2 separate regions of the Triticum aestivum genome follow, and region 1 is linked to region 2. The links are chromatin contacts, called in public Hi-C maps. All regions are on one chromosome and are shown on one strand. Each heading gives the region's core, a stretch centred on a gene start, on an enhancer-like site or on the middle of the called end of the contact. The rest is flanking DNA. Distances are from core to core; before and after follow the strand shown.

Region 1 (5,102 bases), core at 1,797-4,296, 600 kb before region 2:
GGGAGCAGCTCGCTTGAATTGGTCAGACGTGGAGCGCGTCGGTGGGGAGCAAGTGTGCAGCGGGCTGCTGCGTGAGAGGCATCGTGGAATTGCGGCGCAGGGGGAGCAACACTAGTGGCATCCTTGGTGACGTAGGCGTCGGAGAAGATGGGGTATGGGAGGAAGGAAGGTGGTGGGCGGAGGGTTTGGTGCATCTAAGAAGGGGGCAAAAGAGGTTTCGCGGACTTGGGGACGGACGGTGTCGGTGTCCCGCTGGGAGAGACGAGGTACGGGGTAAGATACAATGGGGAGGAGAGGGATGGAGAGTTGGAGGTGGAGGTGGGGCTCATGTGACAGAGAGGAGTCAGGAGAGGAGAGATGTTGGGAGCGTCAGACATCGGCGTGGCCTGAGCGGCAGCGGCCACCTGCTTGTCTTCGGTTCCATTTTTTTCTCCCCTTTTTGAGAAGGATCGAATGCCTTAGCTATTTCGGTTGGATGCGGTGGGGAACTAGGGATGGATGGAGTAGGACTCCCATGTGTCGGATAAAGATCTGATGGTCAAAAACGATGGATGGCAGGCACACCATCATCACCAACTCAGTTTTTTATAGGAGTAGAGATCTTGCTTTGTCTACATTATGTCATCATCTCCAAGCATTACTCTGTTTGTTTTGAACTTAATACCTTAAGATACATGATGGATAGCAGTTAAGGAGTGGAGTAATAGTAGTAGGTGTCAGTAAGTTTAACGGTCTACTTATCACAAACGTAATGCCTATGTATTGATCATGCCATGAAGAATCATCGTAACTATGTGCTATTCTATCAATTGCCCAATAATAATTTGTTTACCCACCGTTGCTATGCTCATGAGAGAGATGCCTCTAGTGAACCTATGGCCCTTGGATCCATTTTCCATATTTACTAAAACCCTTAATTTGCTTGTTGTTTTTTACTTTTACTTTTACTTTTACTTTTACTTTTATTTTATTTTCTTTTATATATCTACCTCTATCAGATTTAATCCTTGCAATTGGAGAGAACAAGGGGATTGACAATCCTCTTGCATGTGTTGGGTGCAAGCATTTGCTTTGTGTGTGTGCATGTACCGTTTATCTTGTTTGTGTGTTGTCTCCTATTTGTTCAATAAATCTTGGTTCTTAACTAAGGAGAATATTTTTTGCTACTACAATACTTCACCCTTTCTCTTTCGGAATCCCAACGCCTAACACAAATAGCGCGCGACTACCAACATTGTCATAATAAAACTCTAAGTCCAAATACCTCTCATCCTCAATGATCATGTTGTGTAAATTACACAAGCAGTCATGATGTTTCCGAAGGATTTCTTATCCCAAAAGCGAGCGAAACCTCGAACAATGGCAAACCGAGATTGCAACACACCAAATGCCCTCTCAATATCCTTTCAGCAAGCTTCTTGTGCTTCGTATAATCTTTTGTGTTTCTTGGTTTTGGGGTCACTGATGGTCTTCACAAATGTTGATCATGAAGGATAAGTACTGTCCGCCAGTACCCAATGGTATAGTCATGACCATTGATGGTATAGTTGCAGGCCAGAGCTTTGCCACTAGCTAGCTGAGGAAATAGATGAGATCGCTGCAGGACATTGATATCATTAAGGGACCCTGACAAACCAAAGAAACAATGCCAAATCCATAAATCACGTGAAGCCACGACTTCAAGCACAATGGTGGGTTTACGTTTGTGGTTGGTGTATTGCCCTGCCCAAGCCACCGGGCAGTTCTTCCACCTCCAATGCATGCAATCAATACTACCTAGCATGCCTGGCCATCCCCTTTCTTCGTTCATCGCCATGAGCTTCTTTGTGTCTTCCTCTTTTGGAGCTCATAGGTACTCCGGGCCAAAAACCTGGATCATTGTCTTCGAAAATACCCGGACGCATTTGATGGGGGGTATCTTCTCCAATGCGAAGGTATTCATGTGCGTAGTCAGCGGAAACACTATATGTAATCACCCTCATCGCCGCCGATATTTTTTGATATGCACTAAACCCAAGCAATCTGACGGCGTTCCTACGTCGAGTGAAAAAACGACAATTTTGCTCGCAAGCTTCAACGATGCATACGAAAAGAGAACTACACATTGGTATCGCCTACAGAATAGCTGAGCTGGATATGTCGGCACCTCCGCGAAGTAGTCCTTCATGGGCATCTTGTCGCCGAGAACTCAGTTGCGGGGAATGTATAGCCGACTAACCGTGGATCCGCGACGCTTTCTCTTCGGGCCCTTCTCAAATTTGTCCACGAGATGCCACAGCACTAGGTTGTCGACATCGTCGACGACGACCACGAACTCCAATCCATCTAAAAAGAATGCCCGACCATGAATTTCTCCCGGTCAAAATTAATCAAAATAGTCAGTGGGCATTGAACATATCTTCCCCCGAAGCAAAGCCGGCCGCCCCTTTCTTCTCCTCGGCCAGCCGAAGCAAAGCCGCTCGCCCCTTTCTTCTTTCCCCTCCGGCTGAAGCAAAACCGGTCGAAACCCCTTCCTCCGGCACGCACGACTGCCCCTCGAGCGATTCCGAGGCTCACCGGCGCCGGAAACAACCAGATCCACCGGCTACAAGGCCGCACGCCAAGATCCGGGGCGGATCCATGGTGCCTACGGTGGCCGCTCGCCCGCGGACACAAATGGGCACCCCCGGCCTTCAAATTTGGTGGAATATGCTACGCGGGGCGGCGGAGCTAATGGACGGCGCGAGGCAGCCGGGGGCACCAAGAACCGGCGGGGAGATGCGACGATGGCGGCGAGGAGTGGAGCGGGAACGGAAACGGGCGAAAATGGCCTTCGCGCCAAGGAAAAGGGATCCGGCAAAAAAAGTGGCAAATCCCGTAGATATGGCGGAAACGACCCAGAGTTTGCAGGATCCGGCAATTTGTTTTCCAGGATGCCCGATTATACGGGATCTATTAGGTCGTAAACCAACGATTATTATGACGTATGGCGACCAATAACTAAAATAAGCTTTCAGTTTAAGTTCCGTGGATGCATTTTATAGTCAGAAAAAAAGAGACGCTTCGAGAGCGTTCCTGATCGTTTCCCCCTGGTTCCGGTTCCACAAGGCAATCCCCGAGTGCCCTTTCAATCACCGCAACCGCGCACGATCAGAATTCTCGTGCCTGAGGCGAACACCGTGATCTAGCCTTCCAGCCCTTTCGTGTCCGGCGGCCTCTCCACCCCAGTCCCCAGATTATGTCGACGCAGTCCATCTCGCCCGCCTCCGCGTCCGCGCAGTTCCCCTACCCTGCTAGCGCCGCGGCGGCGGCCCCGTCGTACTTCCCCGTGCCCTTCCACCTCCAGACTTCGCAGTACCCTACCTGGCCGACGGTGGCCCCCGCGCAGCCGGCGCCGGCGTACAACGCCGTCTACCCCATGCCCCAAGTCCAGCAGGTAATAACTCCCCATTCGCGCAATCTGTTCCAGAGCTCCTCCTTGTAATTTGCTCCATGGACGGATCCTCCCTGTAATTTGTTGGCGTAGTGAGCTAAGGTGGTCGGAGATCCGGTGGTGGGAGAGGATCTGGACGCCGCTGTGCGGCTTCTGAGGTTTGGGTCGCGCTCTGTTGTTTTAGGTTCGAAAACGCATCCAAAGCTGCACTAGTGTTTCTTACTTCATTGCTAGCATCCCTTCATGTTTGATTGGGGTTTAGGGCATATGGGTGATCTGATGAGTAATGGCTATGCTGACAAAGCCCCGTTTGCTGAACTGCCATTAGCTTCTCATCATAATACATCCACCTTTCTGCCACATATTGGTTGCACGGTGAGTGACCTGACCAAAGAATGGATGGATAGCCTGAATTATCCGTCTTAGTTTTGTCCTAGCAAGACCCAGGGGAACCGTAAATGCTCAATTGGAAGCCAATTCACGTTGCGATGTGTTCCTTAGCTCAGCACCATGAGGTTTGCTGCATCGAGATAGGTTATACTCCCTCCGTAACTTAATATAAGATTTTGTTTTACACTACGTTAGTGTCAAAAAACGTCTTATATTAAGTCATAGAGGGAATGTTGTTTAAGCTATGCAAAGACAAGGATGCTAAGTGATGAGTTTATTTCCATCCGAGCATTAGGAGGTTATATGTTATTAACATTGGAGGCTTGTTTCGTAGATAGGTTAGTGAAAATGACCTTTATATTGTTGAACTGGTAGTAAGTACCAAGTCTCCTATTGAGTACTAATAAGTAGCCAATTATGATATTATTATACAGGCACAACAACTGTTCCAGAGAGACTCGCAGATAATCAGCCCAGAGGCTCTCGCCACGGTGAAGGCTGCTATTGCAGATAATGACAAAGACAAGAAAGTTGAAGCAAACAAAAAGGCAGTTCCTCGAAAGGCAGCTGGGCAATGCTGGGAGGATCTGACGTTAGCTGACTGGCCTGAAAGTAAGCTCTCAGTCGTATTTTATAGGGCATTTTACCAAATGTTGCACTTCTATGATCTATATTAGAATGTGAAACATGGTAATGCAATATTTTTGTCACTTGTCTCTCTTAGCAATGAAGCTGACAAACAGCCAAAGCACCTTCCCTCTCCCAGACAAGATTAATGTTCTATGTGCTGTTCTTTCTTCTAAGATAAATTGTTGTTTCATTTTTTTGTTAAAGGCAGGTTAAAGAGTTGATGCTTTCACATTGGATCTAGGTGGGCTTGCTGATGATATAGTAAACATTTTGCTATTATCTCTATGCATACATAAATTGTTGTATTGTGCGTAAAAGGCTAAATTGATCTTGTGGATACATTTGCAGTTTGCTATTTACATGGACAATTGTCGAAAATGTGATATAAATATTTTGAATTAACCTTTATACATATTTTGAACAATTCTCTGTGATTATTTGTTATAGTTATTTGAGAAGGCTAAAAAAACAAAGAACTAGCTTCCGTGCTCTTATTGCACCCATCTGTTTGTAATCTGTATAAGCTAACATAGTTAAAATATTTAAATATATCTCAGCTCTGGCAGAGTGTCCAGCATTTGTTTATGATTTTTCAATGAGCATAAAATCAAGCATGATAATTCACTTTAATCATGGTTGGTATTTGGCAAGACAATAAATGTTTGTTCGG
Region 2 (4,866 bases), core at 749-3,248:
ACCAACACAGAAGTAACTACAATTTAGTTGATTCACTCTAAACAAAATGACAACACTACATGTCACTAGAAATCCAATGGATGCAAGTTCAAATGGGAAGGCACATTCACTCAGAACCAAACCATTAAATAATAAAGCACTTATAGCCGGCAACAAAGGAGTGGATACAACTTATTACCTCCATACCAAAATATAAAACGTTTTGGTAGGCCAAACATGTTATATTTTGGTATGGAGGTAGTAGATTCCAAGAAAAGATCACCTAAAATAAATCAGTTTAGTTAAACCTGAATGTAATTATCATGTCACGCTTCATAGAAGCACGTGACCTTAAGTTGCAGTTTTCACTGTGACAACTGATAAAAGTGATGACAACAATTTAGACACAACCAATAGAATGAACTGATCTCAGTTATATTATATGCTTGGCCTTCATGTGTATGGATAGTTGTATCCATAAAATTGGCCAGGTGGCGCGCATTTCTAGTCTAATGCAGTCAGGAATGATAAGGATTATGCATAAATGTAGATTTGCTAAGCCAAATTCTCAACGATATATCTCAACAAATACTTGGACACACAATATCTTCAAACTGCGTTACTACACCATGAATGTGCACATACCATAATGTAAACTACCGCTCACAAAAAGATTTACCTGCAAGGCTTTCAGCCTCCTCAGCCTTAACAATATGAACACCACCCTTTAGTCCACTTTTGAAAGTTCCCAATCCACGGCCACCGGCAAGGATTTGGCTTTTCACAACTATCTGCAATGGTGTCATCTTTTAAACACAGTTGAACTACGAATAATAACATGGTGCAACCTATGATACATACAGCACCATAAATACATTAGGGGTGAGCATCTGCTATACTTCATATTGGGAATGAACTGCCCAGCCAAACAATCTGCTGGCACAAGGATAACTAACACGGCTACACAAGTATTTAGGTGCAGAATACAGAAAAGAACCTGGGACGTCATCTCAGTTAATTAAAACAGCTTTTGGAGAAAATATATAGTATTTCTTGGAGGTCATGAAGTTAGCACAAAAAAATATCCCAACACAGCATTACAATTCCAAGAGCAACTACAGCATGGCATGACTCACTTCGTTTGCAGGGCGGTGGAGTGATTTACACATGTAAGTAATGTTACTTTTAACACACAGGACAACATAAAACAGAGGCGTACGAATTGCAAGAACGAGGCTATCAGAATACACACACATTATACATTATAGCAACCAATAACCTCCTTTCCAAAATGCATCGCACATCACAGCAAACATTACCAAACAAAAAAGACATTTCTACCAACCTAATCCGGATTCAGCAGGAATTCGCAGTGAACTAGATTCACTAACACATTTCAATACCATCTGCACAGCACAAGCCTCGCATTTGCACGAGTGAAAGATAACAACGACAGAAAAAACAAAACATTAGAAACCTAGGTAGCATCACCTCTTTCTCACTGGGGAAGACGTTCTTCAAAACTTCCTTGACCTCCTGCACTGACCCCACCACGGCGCCCTTGGGCACGTTGATCCCGAACTTCCCCATCAACTCCGCGCCCTGCGACACCCACATAAGCCAGGCCGGCAGAAACCCTAGCTTGTCAGACGGGCCTCCAAATCGAGATTAAACGAATCCGCACAGATACGAATCGAGCAGAATGGGGGAGGGACGGCGGGATCTGGACGCGGGTACCTGGTACTCGTGGATGTTGAGGCGGCGGAGCTGCTGGTGCTGCCATTTGCCGGCGACGGAGAGGGTGCGCGACGCCAACCTCCCGAGCGATCCGCGAACCATGGCTGCGGCGGCTTGGGCTCCTCCGATCCGGAAACCCTACGGGCGTGGAGGAAGGCAGGGATGCTGTTTCGCTCCTCCTCTTTGCGGGTCTGATGTTATTCTGTTCTCCCCTCCCCTCCTTTTCTTTCTTGCGGAAGGGTGCGGCTGCGCCGAGCAAATGGACTAGTTCACGTCGAAGGGACCGCTGATTTAGGATCACCGTAGTTTGACTGACATGTGGGCCTACACAACGTGGGGCACACCTGCCATTAGCTAATGACAAAGTTGACATTTGTTTTTCTAGGGTGAAAATATGCTAAAGAGTTTTTTTTTTGACAAAAATATGATAACGAGTGTGTTGCTCAGGTTTGATGGTGTGAATGGGCCAGCCGGCCCATCGTCCGATACTCCTAACTGTGCACCGTGGGCCAACAAGACAGAGATGGGTGGTCAAAGCCGTGCCCATCTCTACCACGGACATCCCTCATGGGGAAATATCCTGTACTCCAAGGTATTGGGTGCTCCGGCTGCTCCCTGTACAATCCAATCGTTAGATACTGAATGTAGGGACGAGATGAAACCTGAACACCCCACCCTTTAAGATTTGCAAAAATATCCCCGTGTAAGTGTAGAATAGCTGCAATGCTTCTCCAACAGTGCTCCCGATTTTGGACACGAGCAGATATATAGGTATTCAGGGCTCCGGCGGCGGACCTCGCCGTGCGCTGCACTGGGCCCTCCGGCGATCGACCTCGCCACGGTAATGACGTACAGTGCCCCGACTTCCAGCGCACAGCCCGCCCCATCCCCGCGCCGCCATTCTCCACCTTGGCGCCACCCAATCCCCACACCTGGCGCCAGATCCGCCCGCCGACGCCTAGCTCCACCATCTGCCGACGACAAAGAAGAGAACTCCAGCCTTCAGGTAACCTTTTGAATGTTACAACCTTGTGTATTTTACCGTGTGTTTTGGTTCTAATCCATCGTCCCCTACTCCCCTTTATGCTGAATGTGTGGGATGTAGGCATGTAGCTAATGCTATTAGATTTAAATGTGTTGATATCTCTCTGTATGAAGGTGCAGGAAAAGTAATCACAGAACCAACTTGTTGTATTTTTCTTAGACTACCTATCGAGCAATTAGGTATATAAAATGTCAACGACATATGGTCTGAGACGAGTACAAAGTAAATTTATCTACCTGTTCAAGTACCTGATGAAGTGCTTGTTGGCACAAGACCGAGATCCATTAACATTAGCAATATGTGCCTCACTAATTTTTTAGAGCTCCGTATATGTTTGTTCAGTATTTCTACTGAAACTAGTAGTACGGCATTCTTGGTTTAGTTAATTAAATGTATTATCTCTTTGATCTTCCTTCTGTTTTTGGACAAGATCACAAGAGGCAGCACCAACAGCGCCTTATATTCACTATCAAGCACATTTTACTTCAGGATTTGACAATCCTTAACATCAGGATTTTTTTTTTTTTTGCGGTCAACCTTAACATCAGGATTGCCTAGCTTTGAAAGCATGGACACTGATCACCTCTACGTGCTAACCTACAACATGCCAATTTTTTTGCTCTCTACCTCATAATATACTTACCTCTGAAGCACGGTTGTGAGCGACAAAGTTAAAGTTCCTTGGTATGTGATAAATTTGTATTTGCGTGTTTCCTGTTGTAGCAAAGAAAATTGCTAGCTGGTTTCTGATCTCCCAATGCCCAGGGAATAATGTTTCTTGGCGCTGCTACCTTGGCCAGTGACAGATTATCTACCAGAAAAATGACCTGCTTGCATATGGATTTCAAAATTATTTATGCAGCAACCTGAAGGGCCATAGCCTCTGCTTGTAATTGGGGAGTGGCTTGTTTGCCAGCTATAGAATCAGAGATGTTTGTTTGCACTTCATTTTCTTCAACTTGTCTATGTATTCCAATGTCTGCTTTGGTTGATCCTGAGTTGGCCTTCCTTATTCAGGTGTAAAAAGATGGCACTACATTCCTACAGATTTAGCATTTTGGTGCTATATGTCATGACATAATGCCAGTTCAGCTTGGCACTGCATGCAACTAAACATTGTGATGACAAGATGAAATACTTTCACAAGTTATTGGTGATGCTCTTGCACACTTGAGGCAGATGGGGCCATTTGACGAGCAAAATAAAGTTCAAGAATTTGAATCCTTCACCGGAATGACATTCCCAACCATAATTTGAATATAGTATGTCTGTTGTCAGGTTTTCCTAATGTGTTTTTCTTGTTTGCAGAGCAAGTAGCGTCCACGAATGTCCAACATCAATATATTGCTCTATTTACGAAGTCGGCCATCACGGCTCAAATGGTTTTCACATTTTGCTACTCGTCGATTAAAACATGTCGAGTATTTTAGCAATTTTTTGACTTGAAGTTGTTTGATATTTTGCAGCACAACCCAACCCATGGGGATGGCATCCTTTACTCTGCGTTAGAGATTGGATGAGAAATTTCTTCGTTTATGTGATATGTAAACTTCCATTGGTGTGGATTTCTGCTACAACTTGTACACCTAGTTGAATATGTTTCTGCAATATATGTGTACCTGTTAATCAGTTATACCTTGGGCTGTAAATAATATTTGGGTTGCAACTCTAGTTATGTTCTTCATGGTAGATTTATGTGTATTGCCATGAGTACTGGTCGCAAAGTTTCATGATATTACCGTCGTACTATGAACTACGGAATCATGACATGTTTGTTGATGTGTTGCCTTCTAATTTCACAAAGATTGGTTAATACACTTGATGTTGCCGTCTTCACATTTCTGGTGCAGATTTTATCAGTTCCAACTTTGGTTCATGGACATACTAATTCTTCATTTTTCAGTTACCTTTACCTTGCTAAATCTGTTTGCTGGATGCTAGTTTTGTGTTTATTTTGTTATGTCATCTTCGAAAATACATGGTCCTATCTGTACTATAGAGCTGCTGTCATATTTTGTTTATTTTGTTTAACTAAAACGACCAATTACCTTCTTTAACTACAATGACCAGCTACCTAGGTACATGATGTGTGTCTACTTTTTGTT

Evidence for each region. A called contact is a pair of places that touch in the nucleus more often than the background predicts.
Region 1: a contact with region 2 is called in a Hi-C map of leaf, with 5 times the contacts expected there. The contact joins the promoter of LOC123144857 here to the promoter of LOC123144854 in region 2. A contact is called at or near these places in 2 of 5 Hi-C or Micro-C datasets (both in leaf).

The regions. Positions count from the first base shown.
Region 1 is chr6D:317,863,741-317,868,842 of IWGSC CS RefSeq v2.1, reverse strand. LOC123144857 (RNA-binding protein 42) reads left to right here and starts at 3,046. Exons shown (of 6, transcript XM_044564108.1): 1 at 3,046-3,415; 2 at 4,237-4,414. The coding sequence starts at 3,218.
Region 2 is chr6D:317,261,765-317,266,630 of IWGSC CS RefSeq v2.1, reverse strand. It overlaps LOC123144854 (succinate--CoA ligase [ADP-forming] subunit beta, mitochondrial), which reads right to left and starts at 1,998. Exons shown (of 12, transcript XM_044564106.1): 1 at 1,717-1,998; 2 at 1,471-1,581; 3 at 659-770. The coding sequence starts at 1,818. It overlaps LOC123141538 (a long non-coding RNA gene), which reads left to right and starts at 2,422. Exons shown (of 3, transcript XR_006470349.1): 1 at 2,422-2,722; 2 at 3,779-4,143; 3 at 4,228-4,468.